2 separate regions of the Mus musculus genome follow, and region 2 is linked to region 1. The links are chromatin contacts, called in public promoter capture Hi-C maps. All regions are on one chromosome and are shown on one strand. The core of a region is the stretch at or near the end of the contact, and the rest is flanking DNA. Distances in the headings are between cores, read along the strand shown.

Region 1 (3,398 bases), core at 808-3,307:
GCTGTATATATGGCTACGCATCATTCACATACCTGGTCCCTACAGAGGCCATAAGAGGGCATCAAACCCCCTGGAAATTGGAGTTACAGACTGTTGTGCGCAGCCATGTTGATGCTGGGACTCAAACTCTGATATTCTAGAAGAGGATCTTCCAATGGTCTTAACTGCTGAGTCATGTCTCCAGCCCCATCAGTATTACTCTTTAACCAGACATAGTGGTAAGAAACTTCCAGGACTTAAGTTGCAGTAGAACTGGCCACAAGTCTGCAATTCAGAATTACTACAAGACTATCTAGTAAATCCATCCTGCTTCTCTAGCTCTGTGCCTCTTGGGAATATATCTGCTCTTTGGGATGGTGTGTTGGTCCCAGGCATTTATGGGTTTGTTTTTCAGCACTCATAACAATCCAACCCAATACTAAATCAACTAGGCTCAACCAAGTAGTTCTTTTGTTCCAAATATCAATAAGGATATTCACATGTTCTATATTTAGTTAGTAGCTTGCTAGGTTTGAACTGCACAAACTTATTTCCTTTATATGTGTAACTGTCAGGTGGGGTTTCTAGAACTCTGTGAGGAATGACATAGACCTGTCTATGCAGCAGGACACCCAGCCATATTTATATCCTTGGGAGGAAGGAGAAGCTTCAAGCCTCTTACAGCCTAGACACAGAAGTGGAAGACACTTATAATTCACTCTATTTGGTCAAAGCAAGTAACTTAACCCCAGCATTCAACAAGAGAAAAAAATTCACCTTTTGACAGGAGAACCAGTATGCTCATAACATGCAAGAAGGAGAGGCTTGTTAGTAGACATTTATGCAGAAAAAAATCCACCACGGTAGTAATCAGTACTGACCACAGTGGTGGTCAGAGCTCAGCTGTTCCTTGCCAAGGTGCAGAAGAGATAACTAAAAATCTTAAGACCAGTTTTGGCACAGTACTTAAGCAATGCTGAGTTTTCTGTTTAGCCCGTGGCTCTCTTTATGGCTCAGGATGGTCTTGAACTCACCATGCCTTCCTTCCTCAGCATCCTGAGCGCAAAAATTACCAGTGTGAGCCACTGAACACGGATAATGATAAAGATGATAGTAACGATGATGACTGAGGCAAGGTCTCACATGTCCCAGGATAACCATGAACTCTTCTTGCTGGACCTTCTGAGTTTGGGGATTACAAGTCCCAGTGCTAAAGATTAGGCAGGCTATCTGCTAAATTAACTATATCCTCAGAACTCATTACTACTCTCTTAACAGCTTTTTGGATCCATCTAAGAAGACCGCACTGGCTCTTTGTACACTTTACAGTGGTATATATGAACCAAACAGTCTTTCTCCATTATGATCCTTTGAGTCCTCCCCAGACCCTTTTAAGTCAATACTGGAAAGTTAAGTTTAAGATGGTTAAGTGACTTGCTTCAAGTCATACATTAAGCCAGTTAGAATGGAGAAGTCCACATTGAAAAATGTCTCCTTTCACTAAGTGTTCTGCTTTTCATTCACTCATTTAACAAAGCATATTGTTTGGGACACCTACCATATGTGTGAAGGAATGTACATACGTTATATAATGACAATTATTTATTGAATACTTTATATGATTGTGTCAGTGGATACTTAACATAAGCCAATTATAAAAATAATCTAGAGCTGGGCGTGGTGGCGCACGCCTTTAATCCCAGCACTCGGGAGGCAGAGGCAGGCGGATTTCTGAGTTCGAGGCCAGCCTGTCTCGGAAAACCAAAAAAAAAAAAAAAAAAAAAAAATCTAGAAATCTCTGCCCCATTTCACTGACGACAAAAACGCAGTGTAAGGGAAAGACAGAGTCCTACCTTCATAGTTATTACGGCCGATTAGTAAGACTATATTATAGTCAAATAAATATTTAAACATATAATTACAAATTACTCTAAATCAGAAGCTGTCAGAGAGGGTTTACCATGCTTTCCGTTTCACAATTAAGGTCCCGGGTAACCCTGGCAACGACTCTTTCTGCCAATACTAAAGAAAGCATCCAGGGAGCGCGCCTATTTCCACACACCCCCATTACCCACAATGCAAAAGGAGTAGGCGGAGGAGCGGGTCTGCCAGAAGTCAATATGGCTCCAATAGTTACACCGTACGTTCTCTTCACCTAGTCAGAGACCTCACTGCCAAGGCCAATCTGCCAAGGAGAAATTAAGCTTCTTTTACCTCCTCACTACTGCGACTACAGAAGAATCTGAAGCCAGGAGTCCCCTTAGTGGAGCTACACTCCGTAACCACAGAAGCACCACTTCCGCTGACGTCATCACGCCGACACGTGGATCCAAGATGGCGGCGGCGATGGTGAGTGAAGGAGACTCCGGGAACCGGAGCTGGAGCAGGGCCCCCCTGGATAGCCCAGGACCTTCCAGCGCCCCATGCCTGGTTCCCAGCCTCCTCCAGAACCCCTGCTCGGGTTACCCTTGACTGGGTCGGCCTCTACAAAGTCCCTTTCTCTAGCCTTGGCATGGCATCTAGGCTTGTCAGGGCCTGGAGTTTTAGGGGAGGTGCCGCTTGGAAGGAAGACTTCGGCTCATGCCTTCACGGTTCTCATTTCAGCTTTCGTTCCCGCCCCTTGTCACCCCTATTTCCCATTTCTTCCCCTCCAGGCTTTGTCTCCTCCCGAGAGGCCCCCGTTATTTCTGCCTTCGCTCCTCCTCCTCACGTTCATACCCAGCTCTCCACATACCCATCAGCCTAACCAGTCTGCGGGTGCCACCTTGCTCGCACCAGCCCGAGCCTTGTCCTTACCTGCACCCTCAGCGGTTCCCATAGCGCATCCCGCTTGATTGCTGCTGTACCAGGGCATCCCATGCCCATCATCCCATCCCCAGGCCCTGCCCTTCTCCTGCCTTTTCTGTCAAAATCTGTCTCTCCTAAAGTGCTTTTATCCGATTGGTTCTTAAACCCCACTGTGCACGGGGATCTTGGGTTGTTGGTGGGGAGGCATGTTTAAATAGTTTCCTGAGCATCACTCCCAAAGATTGCAATACCTTAGGCCATGCTCAGGAATCTATAGTCTCACAAACAGTCCTGTGTTTATAATGGAGGTGGTCCCTGGGTTACCGTTTAAAAACACCTCTGGCCCTGCCTGTCTGTATCCCCCTCCCACTCCACACAGCTCCTTACAGATAAAGGGTCACTATCATGAAGCTGACTAGAATTAAGTCTCTTTGTGGATGAGAGTGGAGGTAATATACCTGTGCCTGAAGGATGAGTCACTAGCTGACTTCTGTTTATCAACCACAGAATTAAGTTTTTGAAGGTCAGATTTTCTAAGAGAAGTTCACCTCAAATTCTGTTTGCCAAGAAATGAGAACAAAAGTCGAAAGTGAATTTTCCTGGGTGGTCTTGTACATTGCTGCCTCAGAAGA
Region 2 (3,252 bases), core at 114-2,613, 4.1 Mb after region 1:
TGAGCACAGCATTGGCTGATCAGAAGCATAGTATAGCTGAGGAGCTGAAGCTTAAATTTTACTTAATTGGACTAAGTTCAAAGAGAAATTACTGCAGAGAGCTAGTGACTGCTGTATGGAGGAGTGGTCCGACTCCCCGCTACATATCTGGAGTGATACTGAAGAGAAGCAGCATTGCTGTATTGCAAAATTCTACATGTTCACAATAGTTAATTAGCACACATCTAGGCTGTCATCAGAACGCAAGGGCTGAAATATTTCCTTCCTTTTAAAGTATTAAAAGTAACATTTCACAGAATAATAATAAAGAGTAAATAAGATAACATATGTAGGGTGCTCAGTACTCTTTCTGCCTATATTGTGAGCTCGGTAATCAGAGCTACACATTAGTTCTGGCTTCCATTTTTGAGTCTGTTAAATTTGCAGACCAGCGCATCCCTCAACCCTTCCTGGAGTAGACAGCAATTAACACGGAGACCCAAAACTGGTCAACACACAGAGAATAAGAGATCTTGGGACACTCAGCCCTAAATGGGATGTCTACAGCATCCCCTTTACCTCAGGGCTCATGGGCGTGGGTCTATGTGGAAGAGGAGAAGGATTGTTTAAGAGCCAGGGGTGATAAACGGCTTCCAATAAGCAGTTTTTCAGGGATTGTGTCAGTATGCACAAGACCCACAAAAGCTCAAGCCATACAAAACACAGAGAAGGGGGAGTGGGCACAAAAGACCCAACTGTAGCCAAAACTATTCATAACTGATAGCTGCTGGGAGAGGGAAAATCAGTTTTCTTCAGTGGAGTGACTGGGTATATCAACCACTCTCCAGGGCAGGACTCCATGCTTAGTTTGTTTTTTACTTTAGAAAGAGGAAAAATAGAGCATGAGTTGGGTGTGTAGGGAGTTGGGGGAGGATATGGAAGGTGTTGGGGGAAGGAAATGAATATGATCAAAATATATTGTATGAAATTTTCAAAAAAAAAAAATCAAACATTTTAAAACGCTCCTCTCCGTTACCTGTATAGCTCACAGGTTTGAAAACTGGATAAACCCTCACTCACCAGCCAATTATTAATAATCTAAGTAATGCATTAACCATAATTTCCCAAAGTGGATAAAATCAAATGTTACGATAACGCTCCCCTCCCAACCGGACCCTTTTAAAATTGGCCGGGCTGCGGGAGAGAACCGTGAGTGACAGCGCGTCCGGCCAGTCACTGTCACTGGCCAATCAGAGGTGGCCCCGTCTTAGGCCCGCCCCAAGGCCCGGCCCAATCGGGTCCCGGTGGCGGCGTGAGCAGGGCGGTTGAGAGGCGGTCGGTTCCAAGTGGGTCCCGGCGCGGGGGAGAGGACGGCTTGGCAAGCAGGACCCGTGAGTGAGGTTCGCACGCCGCGACTCAACTGCCCCACACTGCGGCTGCCGGGCACGGCCCTGCCAAGCGGGACCGCCGCGACTGACCTTTGCCGGGAGCCCATTCTGGCAAGTGGCGTGTGCCGCGGGTCCCTGGCGTCCCCTCCGGCGCGCTCTTGGAGCCACTTCCCGGAGCGGAAGTCTGCCTGCTCGGGCTCCGGTGGGACCTGCTCGGAGGAATGGCGCCGCCGGGTGAGGCGTTGCGCATGGCTCAATAGTGGGGCCCCGCGGCCGACACGCTTTGGGGAGCGGGGCGTCGCCCGCGGGAGGCTAGTGCGGACCACACGGGCGCCGGCTAGGCGCGGTTCCCCTCCCCTACGGGGCAGGGGCATGGGCACGGGCGCTTTCGGGGTCGAGCGTGTGGCGGAGGCTGCGAGCTGGTGAAGTGCTGGGGACCCGAAGGGTTGGTGGCGGGGCGTGCGACGTGGGACTACGGGTCCCCGCAAGGCCGAGCGCGAGCCCGGGCAGCGCGGAGCCCGAGCCTGGCCTCCTCCATTCATTCGAGTAGTACCAGCGGCCTACGCCTGTCACAGAGAGCCACCCCTGGCATCATGAAAGCTTTTGAGCATGTCACTAGACTTTCTTCGACTTCTAGGTTCCTTTTCCCTGACAGGGACAGGAGACTCACAGGTCTGTCTGGGAGCTGAAAGCCTAGGGTATGAAGTGATATTACGGGTGCAGACTTGTAACCGGCCACGTATTGATTGTGAGAACAGAAGCCAGGGACTCAACAGCTTAGTTTCTCATCTGGTATCTGCTTCGCAAGAGTTGTGTTAAATGATATTTCTGTGCTTGCTTTTAACAGTGCCGGGCAAAACTCAATGCTTGGTAGATTCTGAGTGGATAGGTGGGAATCTTAGTGTATTCAAGTCACTATTTTATTTGTTGGTAAAGTGGCTAAAGTCAGAACTTGCATTGAAACTTAAGTTTGAGTTTCAGTTATTTGTCTCAGGGCAAGGGAGTGGGCACCTACTTAAGAACCTTTTTTCTTTTCTTTACTTAGATAGGGTCTAGGGAGCTGGGAGTTGGTTCAGTGCAACTTGTGGATCTGAGTTCAAATCTTAGCACTGGGTATGGCTGGCTGCATTGTGCACGTAACCCCAGCATTGGAGGGCAGAGACCAGCAGATCCCAAGAGGTAACCATCTAGTCTAGCAAAAATGGTTCTAGATCAGTGAAAAGGCCCTGCCTCAAGGCAAGAAGGCATAGAACATCAGAGGAAGTCATCCTGTGTTTACTCTGGCCTCTGCATGCCTGTGCACTGGCATACACTTATGTGCATGTACCACAATACACACAGAATAGGTAGGGTCTTACTATGAAGCTGGGGCTCCAGCTCAGACTCACCATCTTGCCTCTGTTTCCCTAGTCCTGGAGTGACAGGTATGAAATAGTTTACAAACCATTTCTTGGTTTGTAAAATGCAGAAAATACCCACCTCACTTGGATATTAGAAGGCTTAAAGACTGGTGCAGTGCATACAAAGAACTCAGTATAATTTGGGCCTACCCATTCAATTGAGTGTTCAAGTACGAGCCAGAAAAGTTGCTACTGTGCTTAAGTGTAGAAAGATTCAGCTTCTGGCACAGAGGCTATAAGGGGATTCACAGTTTAGCTGGAGGAGCGGTGATCATAGTCCTTCACTACATCAAATCCCTGATTGCCCATTGGTCATTGGGAATTTTGCCAAATGCCTCGATGTCTCTTTCTCTACATCTTCTTAGCCATTGGCAATTCTGATAGGTTTTAACTTCAAATTGTGGCAAGACTGACTATTTCCTTAGCACCTCCACCTCTGTTCCCTTATTGGCTCTCATTCTTTCTGTATTTGGAGCATGGCAGTA

Evidence for each region. Promoter capture Hi-C pulls out the DNA fragments that hold promoters and counts their contacts.
Region 2: a promoter capture Hi-C map of pre-B cells shows a contact between it and region 1, with 4 times the contacts expected there. The contact joins the promoter of Rpn2 here to the promoter of Tm9sf4 in region 1. A contact is called at or near these places in 2 of 39 promoter capture datasets (liver and pre-B cells).

The regions. Positions count from the first base shown.
Region 1 is chr2:153,159,244-153,162,641 of GRCm38.p6, forward strand. Tm9sf4 (transmembrane 9 superfamily protein member 4) reads left to right here and starts at 2,058. Exons shown (of 18, transcript NM_133847.3): 1 at 2,058-2,328. The coding sequence starts at 2,314.
Region 2 is chr2:157,277,735-157,280,986 of GRCm38.p6, forward strand. It overlaps Rpn2 (ribophorin II), which reads left to right and starts at 1,364. Exons shown (of 17, transcript NM_019642.4): 1 at 1,364-1,601. The coding sequence starts at 1,589. It overlaps Mroh8 (maestro heat-like repeat family member 8), which reads right to left and starts at 1,815. Exons shown (of 25, transcript NM_001039557.4): 1 at 1,458-1,815. The coding sequence starts at 1,741.